Linked DNA regions of Anser cygnoides: region 2 is linked to region 1. Evidence: chromatin contacts called from public Hi-C data. All regions are on one chromosome and are shown on one strand. Each heading gives the region's core, a stretch centred on a gene start, on an enhancer-like site or on the middle of the called end of the contact. The rest is flanking DNA. Distances are from core to core; before and after follow the strand shown.

What was found. A called contact is a pair of places that touch in the nucleus more often than the background predicts.
Region 2: a Hi-C map of liver shows a contact between it and region 1, with 2.0 times the contacts expected there. The contact joins the promoter of LOC106038425 here to the promoter of CMSS1 in region 1. A contact is called at or near these places in 5 of 7 Hi-C or Micro-C datasets (fetal liver, granulosa cells and liver).

What each region holds. Positions count from the first base shown.
Region 1 is chr1:94,988,194-94,993,627 of Taihu_goose_T2T_genome, reverse strand. CMSS1 (cms1 ribosomal small subunit homolog) reads right to left here and starts at 3,076. Exons shown (of 10, transcript XM_013184994.3): 1 at 2,918-3,076. The coding sequence starts at 2,972. It overlaps TBC1D23 (TBC1 domain family member 23), which reads left to right and starts at 3,103. Exons shown (of 18, transcript XM_048058155.2): 1 at 3,103-3,254. The coding sequence starts at 3,217. FILIP1L (filamin A interacting protein 1 like) reads left to right here. Exons shown (of 6, transcript XM_066990384.1): 6 at 1-1,307.
Region 2 is chr1:95,227,044-95,232,477 of Taihu_goose_T2T_genome, reverse strand. It overlaps LOC106038425 (cell cycle control protein 50C-like), which reads right to left and starts at 2,316. Exons shown (of 12, transcript XR_010828599.1): 1 at 1,095-2,316; 2 at 159-269. CMSS1 (cms1 ribosomal small subunit homolog) reads right to left here. Exons shown (of 10, transcript XM_013184994.3): 10 at 2,462-2,731. The coding sequence ends at 2,648.

The DNA.
Region 1 (5,434 bases), core at 1,827-4,326:
CCGTCTTTCGCTCTGTCTTGGGATGACACAAATCATTTCTATGTAAAAGGGACGCAACCCACATAGGCTCTTACTTAAGGACATAAAAAATCCTGCCAGAGGCGGATGCTACAGTCTTATGGGATTAAGGGAGGCAAAGAAAGCATGGGAGAATGAAAGACAAGGACTGGTAACAGAGAAAGAGGTAACTGGAAGAATTTCTGGAAAACAGACATCTATCCCTCAAACTACTCAGTAGATTTGGCACGCTGGCTACAGGAAAGACAAGAACATTTATAGCGCCTGTGAGGAGTGCTCTTTCTGTTCATGGAGAGAAAAGGAAACAGCTAGCATCCTGCACCAGTACTAAACAAATTCCTGAGTATTCCTTAACCTCTCCCGTACAGTTCTGAATGCAATACAAAAATAATATTCAATAATGGATGCAATTGTGGCATAAACTGGTCAAAGCGAGTGGAGGAAACCCTGCGTTTACACAACTTGGGACATGTGCAACACTAAAGAAAACTAATAAACAGACAATAATCCCTAACCACCCTCTCTCCATATCTCTCAAAGAGAAAGGTTTGCTGAAGAAGTTATTTGGCAAGTTGGTTTGTGTCATGTGGCAAGGTAAATAGATGGCTAATCCCTTCAGTTTTTTGGTTTTTTTTTTTTTTAAACATCTATAAACCCCCTGTTAGCACGGTAAACATTCATGTCTCAAAAGTGAGAGTAACTACCTTCAATTTTTAATACAGACTCTAAACTAATGATTTCTAATGATGTGGACAAAAACAGATTAGGAGTTACTCTTATATCCGTATATTAGGATATGTATCTCATATTTTCCTCCCCTTTAAGCAAGTCTGAACATTTTTCACACACTTTATCTTAGAAGTAGCATCTTCTAAGTACAAGTCACTAAAATCAAAGACACTTAAATACACTTACGAGGGATAGGTTATTTGGATGAATATTCCATTGGTCAGGTTTTATTCTAGGGCTAGTCTTAAGGGACTTGGCAAAAGGTCAGTATTTCAAGTACATATTTCAAATTCTTCTGCTTCTACCTACCATTGTGGCAGAGATGCTTTTTAAAATAGGTCAAAGTTGGAGAGTTTTTCTAAGCTAATTTCATATTTTACAGAACTAAACATGATCAAATCTGTCAAAAGCACTAATGGAAAAATATATTCTTGTATTTCTGCTTACACTGTACTTTGTAAACCCTGTCCATACGATGCAGTTCAAATGAACATTTGATTTTACGTCTGTTGTACATGAGGAGCAGTAACACAAAATAAAAATAACACATGATCTTCTTAGTTTGCTGATGGCTTGTGTCAACTTAATACAACAGGCTCCACATAAAGAACATGTCAACAAGTTCACAGAGGTGGGATCTGGACAGCAGAGTCCAGATACACGCGGTTTGCACAACATTCTCCCACAATCACAAGTAGGGAAGCATCCACAGAATGTTCTTAGAGTAAACAACACGCAGCGCTAAAAGCTGGCTTAGACATCTCTAGAGGTGTTTCCTCACCTGAATTATTTTAGTGGCTCAACAGTGCAATTGCAAAAATCTTGAGGAGTTGTATATAACTGAAAAAGTTGGGATTCACAGTCTCATCTCAAAGTCTGATGGTTTACCCAGCATGTCAAAAGTTTATCGTTCACATGAATAAACGTATTTCTGATTTGTATCGAGTTTCTAAAGGAAAGCTGTCAACAATAAATAATAATAATAAAAAAATCAGTTTACCAGCCACCACAAAGATAACCTCTGGTTGGCAGAATGATCAAATAGGCCCTTTGGGAGCTTTTCCATTCCAGAGTCCTAAATCCCTTACAGCATTTACCATGGGAACAGGAACTGCTTAAGGAACATACATGAGACTAAGAATAAAAACGGAATGCTCAGCAGCCTCAAGGGGCTTGTGACCCCTCTTTATTTTATATACACACGTTACTTCTCTTAAAATATACTCCAAGTACCTTTTCACAGGAAGTTGGTGACCTAGGAAATCAAGACACTGGAAGGTTTAGTACCTGGAGTCTATCCAGAGCTACAGATATCTTCAGCTCCTACTAATATTCTTATAATAATTTTTAGTTGCCTCGACCTACCTAGATTTCCACAATACATCTCCACATTATGAATGCAACGAAAAAAGAGAACTTGGGTATTGTATATCTTTTCTGTAAAGCACTACAAGATCCACTGATTTAAGATGCCGGGCGTAAGAGACAGATATTTATCGTCAAGAAAATAGACAAATCAACCCTAATAGCATACTCCAAAGACAAATCACTAGAGAAAATAAGTGCCCTTTTGCAGTAAGATATGGCAAGGGGGATAGGAGATGCCCCAGCCAACACGTGGGTGATGCTCCCTCTTCAAGTACCACACGTATTTTCCCTCCACAGGCTCTACACAGGTTTACTACTTCCAAAGTCTTTCAGAACTATAACTAACCTCCCTTATGCATACCAGCACACATTAAGCAACATCAAATGCTCTCATTTTGGAATAAAACACAGTTCAGAGCCTAAATACTTGCAGTGCGCTGCTAGCCCCCGAACCCACAGCAAGAGGCTCCTGGAGCAAGCAGCTCCCTCCACAGGAGGCTCTGTTTTAAGTCTGTTTAAATCCACTTTTTGGGGCGAATTCCTGCAGTTCCCCAAGTGCTTATATTCGCTGCTGCCGTTTCTCCCCCTGACTGCCCCGGCTCTGACGGGCCAGAGCTCAGGCATGCCCAGCTGCGGAGGTCACCAGAAAATCCCCGTGGGGAAGAAGCATAAAAGAGAACGGGAAAATAAACATTAAAAAATACACCCGCGAGAGGGGAAAACCGGGAGCAGGGCGCTACAAGCCGAGGAGGGAGAGGCGGGGGGCGCGGGCAGGGGCTGCCCCAACCCTGCTGCGGCGTACCTGGGCTGCTGCGGGCCCCAGCCTCCCACCACGGCTCCTCCAGCGCGTCCCCCATGCCGATGAAGAAGATGATGAAGGTGATGAAGATGATGGTACCGCCACGCGGGAGCGCGGTCGCGCCTGCGCTGCTCCCCTAGAGGAGGAGGGGGGGGGAGGAGGAGCTTTGCCCGGTTTCCGCGCTTTACAGCCGGCGCCCTCACTTCGCGACAGCGGGGCTGGCAGCGGGAGGGGAAGGCAGGCAGTCACGGCAGCCGGGCGCGCTGTACGGCCGCGCGGGGCGGCCCGGCACGCCGACAGCGATGGCGGAAGGGGAAGAGGCGCCGCCGCCGGGCTGCTGGTGAGTTGGGGGGGGGGGGGGGGCGCCGCTCCCAGTCCTCCTCCCGCTCCGGGCAGGGCCAAACGGCCCCGTGCCCCCCATGCCCGGCACCGGGGCTCTCAGCACGCCCGGCTCCCCCGGCCCTCGGCGGCTTGGCGGGGCCGCAGGAGGAAGCGAAGCCATCAAACCGAGGGCGAGGCCCTCCCGGGCTGCGGCGGAGCGGGGCTGATGGGGGCAAAACGGGCTTGGGTAGGGAGCAGGGGGCCTGGGAGGGGGCGGCGGGAGGTCCTGGGCTGCTGGCAGGGTGATTCGGCCCGTCTGCCTCCTCCAGCGCGGCTGGGGCTTAGGATGGGTTTGCGTTGAATCCCTAGGACCCCAGTAGAGACTGTGGAGCCGTGTAGCAGCATTCCGATGGTAGCAGCGGCGGGACTTCAGTGTTGGATGCATGCTCGGTCACTTAAGGTTTCCGAGGCTAAAGTAAACACGGGGTTTAAACAGTGAAGCCCTACGTGTCCACTCTTGTGTATCTCCACTTCTTGCATTTCTTCATTGCATGCGATTTCCTTCAGCGGTTCTCTCTGCCACTGCCTTGCTCTTTGTCCCCTCCACATAGGCACTTTCCCAGCACTTAATTACGGACCTGCTTCTTACAGTTGTTTCCAAACTGATGCTTTTGTTTCTGTGCTGTTACGCGGAGGATTCAAAGTTTTATGCTAAGTATGCCCAGCCTTCTTTGTGCTGTGTTGTCTCACTGTGGGGAAATAACACACGATTGATATGCATGCAGATGTAGCTGGTATCTGTGCTTTGTCTGTGCTGGTTCTGCAAACGCAGCTCTTGGGGATGAATGCTGATTCTGCTCATAAAGGCAAACTCCAAGGCATTCATTAGAAAATAGGAAAATAAAAGATGTTCTAAGAACTTACGGAAACTGTTCCGGAGGTTTGCGCTTAAAGGCTACTTCAGGATGCCAGAATAAATCTTGTTGTTGGAGCTGTATCTGGTGAATAAAATGGAAAGTTGTATTCCTTATTGCTTGTTTAGAAACTTCACAAGAAGCTTCTTGTTTCTGCTTATTCTTTAAAAGCCAGCTTAAGTGAATTTTTATTGATTGATTTAAACTGCTGTCTTGTGTGTGTATGGCTGGGTGCCATTGGAATAGAAAATGTTTTTTAAAGTATAATATACATCATTTGGATTTTTTTTGTATAAATTGCTACGTTATCATAGTATTGAAGTATATAGCGTTCTGCACTAACATTTCATGTTTAAAAAAAAAAACCAACTGAAACATAAAATGATGTGTATGTCCACCTGAACTCTTGAGACCAAAAAGGGCAGCTCTGATTCCTTGTCCTATATTCAGTTCCACAGAGGGATTCCAAGGCAGATGTAGTCCTGTCTTCAGAGACTGTGACAGCACCTTGAATCTGGACATGCTTATTGGCTTAAAACACCCTTCTTTTTCTTGTGTCACTCCGACATGCAATACTGGTTTTAGTAATTTGGGAGAGGAGGGCGGACACAAACTAATGATGAGTTAAACACTCATACTGACTGTTTTGTTTTCCTGAACAGAAACCAGAAAATTGCCACTACGCAATGCAATTGAAAAAAAACCTTTTTGTGTAGTTATTGAAAGATGTCATTGTCAGCTTTCATCAGTGAGCGCAAGAAGTTCGATAGCAACAGTTTTGATTTAAAAATGAGAAAAGTCTGTTAGACCTTGCTTGTTAACTACTTCTTTTTAGCTATTTAGCATGTTCTCAAAATTAATTTTAGTTAATTCCCGGCAGTATTGTATTTGATGCTGGAAGGCTTATCTGTGCCTAAAGCTGAGAATGCAGTTAAGACATGACCTAACTAAATATACCTCTAACCATAGATGGAATTCTTCCTTTGCATTTAACTTTACATTGCAATTATTCATTGTGTGGAGCCCAAAATACGCTCAAAATTGTTTCAGACAGCAACATGACAAATCTAGTGCATGTGTGACTTTCCATGCTCAGAATCTGGCTTATTAGTGCTCGGAACCATCATATTTCTTCTGAAAGCGCACAGAGCAAGAGCTCTTTTTAGTTAAGTGTGAAATTAATAAACCTGAGAAAAAAATACAGAAGTAAAAATATCAGGGAGTTAGTTTTCCTCTAAAATTCTATTTAAAATAAAAGTATATTCAGTAGTGTTTTGGCTACAAT
Region 2 (5,434 bases), core at 1,067-3,566, 240 kb before region 1:
TGTAAACGTGTAAAATTAAGAGTATTTCATGTCTATAAAGAGCAAAAAGAAAATTCAGTCGTGAGCTCTACAGAGCAAAATTAGCATATTTTATCATGCAGGGGCATAACCAACAAGAGGTGCTAAGCCACATGCGTTGGTTTCTCATATCCACTTACCAGCATATCTTCCTTCAGCTTGAAATCAACAGAACAGAGGCATTCAATATTCCAATTATAGGAATTTTCACGAAGTTTTGAACAATCCGAGCATTTGTCTGAATAATTAATCTGTCAGAGAAGTGAACAAGCAGAGAGATTACAAAAAAGGACATGAACACAGGAAAAGATTAGTGTTTTAGCTACAAGACCTCCCAGAGCAGTTCTCTCCTAAGTGATTTGGGATTGCCAAAGACATTGTTAAAATTGACAGAGATATAGAGAATTAGGACTTGGCCTCAATGGAACATTCACAAATTTCATCCCTAGTTTAAAGCTGCTTTAGAGCCTTTTGATGACTGTTGCAGAACCTCCACATTTGCTCCTCGGCAAAGAAGTGCTGAGTGATGAGCACTTCTGCAGCTTGGCCTGGCTGACCAAGTAATGCTTGATGAACTCCCATGGGAATTATGGCCCGCCCCCTGTGAACAGCCTGGATGTAGTGCTGAGAGTCAGCTCCAACCAGCAGTCCATTAACAGCAGCAGGTTTAACCAATTTTGCTTCCAGGAAACAGCATTTAAACATCAGGGCTCCTGTGTTTTAAGATTTTGCCCCAGCAAATATTTATCTTCTAGTGCCAAACACTATTAAAGGGGTTAGTTTATTTGCCCTCAAAAAACGAGAAAATAATGACAACATTTCAGATATTACCACCCAGTGGTGAGAGTTCCCACACATATTTTGGATATTACTTCTCAGTTAACCACCCAGTACTTGGCTTTTATTGGTGACCAACTATCTGAGGATTTTCACAGAAATACTGGCTGCTTGATGTGTCCAAGGCATGAAGCCATTGCTATATTCTTTATCCAGAAGCACAAACTCAAAGCTCTTTTCCCCCAAACATAGATTGATTTCTTCTTAATAGAACACCTAACACCCCACTCAAAACAAACCTGGATTTCTCTGACGCTGTTTGCAGACAATATGAGGCAGATTCCCACAGAAAGGCAAAATGCTCCCGTGAGAAAGAAGGTGGAGAGCACAGTCGCAATGGTAAGCTGGGGCTTCCACGCCGGTAGCCTCTGTTGTTTGAATGCACTGTTATCCGGACATCTGGAAGGACGTGCTTCTGCTTCTTGTGGAGCAAAACTCTTCTTGTTTTTCATATTCTTCTTAGTGAGAGGAAGGAATAATATACTTGTGCTGGAGAGTGTTTAAGCTGAGATACTGTCTTTACTGCTGAGAAACTGTGCTGTTTGTTCAGACTTGCATTATAGCCAGGAATTACTTATTAACTAGATCTCTCTCTTCCTCCTTTTCTACATTTGTGTCTGGATCACCATGATCAGCTTGTACCAATCAGATGTTTGTGTACTTTGGTCAGTACGTCCAGATCATGCTGCCTGAAAAAGCTTAAATATATGCTTTTTCCTGCCCCACAATTCAGTTGTATTTATGTCTTATTCTTTTGTAAGGATACTACCAACTCTACTGGAATTTCTGCGTAATCTCAGATTTATTATTTCTTCACCCTTCACTTGCTGACCAGCTAACAAGCATGGGATAAAATGAAAGATCTACTCCAGTTGCACTGGATGCCACTGGGGAGGACTGGAGGGGCTGAGAGTAGTAGACAGACAATATTGGTTTGGAAAACCAATTTTCTTAACCTACTGCTGCATTCATTGCTATTGATCTAGATGCAATTTAAAGCTGTAAAAATGCTGTGTGTTCTTTATCACAATAGGACAATTAATTCTAAAACCATCTGATTTGGATATATGGCCTTCCAAGATGTTGACAATCAGTCCACATCTATTCATCTTGTCTTTCTGTGAAAAAGGTGCACCCATTCCCTACTTTTCATAATGATAAAAGTATTACCCAGTGAGAGATAATCTCCTTTTAACTGGACAAACAGTAGAATATTCTTCACACATTTCAACTGTTTAACCACAATAAAGTCTCAATTTAATATACTGAAATTTTAAACATAATGTATCATGTAACAGCATAAAATAGCATTTAGCCAGCTGTAGATCAGATGGGAGAAAAATACTTTTTTGACAAATTACTAACATTCATACAACATTTTCAAAGATCCTCTAAAGCAAGAACTAGCTTACCACTTCAGTGAGAGAAGTAAAGGTTTCCTTTGGGACAGCAGAAAGAGATAACTGACACGTACAAAGGCTTTCACACCTAGGTTCGCTCATCTTCCAAGTCTTGAAAGTGACATATAATAGTAAATTTTGTAGGTGAAGGCGAACTAATTTCAGTATCACATTGCTTGGGCAATAAGTCATACTAAAACCACAAATAAAACTTCTGTTTTTATTATTAAAAGAAAAGGAACATCAGAAAAAGTTGCACTGTGCATTCTTTCTGTATTGATTGACCTCAGAAAAGTCAATATTCCTAATTCGATCACTGTTAATCACTTGCCAGTTGCAGACAGGATAGAAGTAAAAAGCAGCTGTAAACGACGTCCTTGTAGGTAAAGCCATTAAAAGAGTCCCAGCTTCACAGACCCTTCTCTGCATAGCTTTATAATACTCATCTCCAGTAGGTCAATTGTTTCTTTCTTTATCTGAAGAAAACAAAAATCAAAGAAAGCATCAAAAGTAAGATAATGCTTTGGCTAAATACCATGACTCCTGCAGTCCCATCTAACACAGCTACAGATTAGGCTGTAATTTGTACACAGTTGATAAAGTATGCCACAGCCAGAGATCCACCCTGGGCTGCAAAATTTCTACGGGACTTTCCATATTATCAGCCAGTATCAACGAGTCCAAGGGAAGTACTGCACTGTAACAGCCACAGTGTTGTCTGTGGCTGAGACACCTGAATGAAAGTGAGCAGGAAGGTCAGGTATACATAAGCCATATGCAAAAGTACTTTGGTTTATAACAGACATGGTTGTGCCTCATTGCTTATCTAAAGATAAAAGTCAAATGCATGTGAGGGTAAATATTAATGACACACTTCAGCAGGAACAGAAGATTCTCTGTTATCGTGGTAACTCCAGAGTTTCCTTATGGTTCCTTCTTCCCACTTATGAATAACTTATTTCTGAGGTTTCTCTCAGGTTTATATCCTTCTGTGCACAGGAATGTATGATGTCAGAAAGCCTAACTATTCTCTATTTCTTACAAACCCTTTTGCTTTAATGAAACCTGACATTTGCTCAGTGCTTATTTGTAAATGGAAGAAAATAATGTTTAACAAAATGTTTTAAAAAACCCCATTTGAGTCTTACAAACAAGTAATTTGAAGAGTTGAGACTGCTCTGTGTTGTCATCAATCTCTATACAGAAAGTTTTCAAAGTGGGAAACTTGTCCTTTGGTCAGATTGAAAAGTATACAGTCAATTTTTATTTAAACCTTTACACTTCAGTGTAACTGAAGCTCACCAAAACAGAGTCTGATAAACTCATTCACTCCACCTCTGGTTTCTTTGTGAGGTTTCTTTTCACTTCCTTCTCTCCCCCATTTAGGATAAATGAAATGAGAGACAAAGAAACAAAAAAAATCCAACAGCATTAATGAATGAGATGCTGAAGCAACTGAAAGAGCACTGGATCAGGTTGCCATCCATTTTGTGAATATGATGGCATAGAAGACTGTCATGTGGGAGGATTCTTATCTTTTTAAATACATATATATTTCAGAATATACCATTATGTACATAATTCTCCACTGAATATGAGATGAGCACAGGAACAGCAAGGAGTTTGCACCCTTAAAAGAAAGCGATGGATTTTTCCTTGAGTGGACAAGAGGTACATGTTCTTCCAGCTGTTCTTGCTTTCTGCATATTTCATTATACAGACTGGTATAATTACAATGCAATTTAGCAATGAAGCACCTTAAACATGCAAAGAAATTAGTGTCAAAGTGAGGTTTTCAGTGGAAATGTGTCATTATGCTCCTGTCCAATTCTAAGGGCACTACTTTACCTCCACGTCTAGTATGGGATGAAAAAAATTAGTACATCAAACTACCAACTCTCATGCTGTTGGTACTATAATCCATCTCTTCTCTGAGAAAACATGTGACTATTATTAGAATGCATTTGACAATTTTTGTACAAACAGGAGAATAAGGTCCTTAGCTCCCTAAGACTGTATTCCATATTTAAGTCTGCAAATTGCTAAACATCCCATTGTCTTCTACAGTCTTAAGATGCTTTACATTATCTGAGTATCTTTTATTACTGACATTCCTTATAAATAACTTTCAGGAATCTACCGCCTGTCTGCAGCAGGATAAATAGCTGCAAGATGCTCCATTTACATAGCTCAACATGTCAAAAACCTTTCTGTATATTTTATTACCTGAGCCAAATGCAGGTTTGAAGACTTTTTTGTAATCCCATGTTTACTATTCTGCAACCATATATAAAGATCTATCCTTAGACTAACACTATATATGAAGGTGCAATATTCTTACTTCTTTGGTTTTAACGTGAACTAAGCATGAGCATTGACTTTGATGTTGACAGCTATTTTTCCTTAATAAAATAGAACCAGAGTCACAATTTTGGCTTCTATTCCTAGGCAGACATGCTGAAATGCTGTAATACTACGTCCAGTGAGCTGGAAAGGACTGTTCAGGTTTGCAATAGCCCCAAATCATATATTAACAACATAATCTTTTTTTTTTTTTTTTTTTTTTTTTGTGGTGGATCACCAATATTCTACTGTGTGTTTATTTACTTGAGCTGGTTTACAAAAATCTGTTACACTGCAACCAGCACATGTTGCAGTACTATCTTGTGCTAACATGCCTATGAATTCAGGTTCTCTGGTCTTTAAAAAACTTTCACGTAAGTGCAAGCAATGTACAAAAGAGGCTTAGGTGTTCACCACAAGAGGGAGCCTCCTTGACTCAATAAACAAAGCTGTTCTTTTTGCTACTTCATTTCTGCAATGTATTTTTTGCAGGGCATTGTATTCAGGATTATTGGATACTTGCATATTTGTGTATGTGGGACTGTAAAATGCAGCACATTCAAATATACATGCAGGTGCAAAGATGGAAAAATGACCGACAATTTCTTTCACTTGTGAAGCTTCATATCTATATGTAAGAAAGTCTTATTTCCCTCGAGATTATGTGTATCAGCCTGCTCTAAATGTGCAGGAAAATGGAAACACCGTGCAGGAACATGGCAGCTTCCTAGCAAGGACGACTAGTGGAATCCGCCTCTTTCACTCTGCTGGCTAGGCACCAGCTGATGCCCCACAGCGTACGGTAAACATGTCACAGCAATTAATGTGAAAGCTCG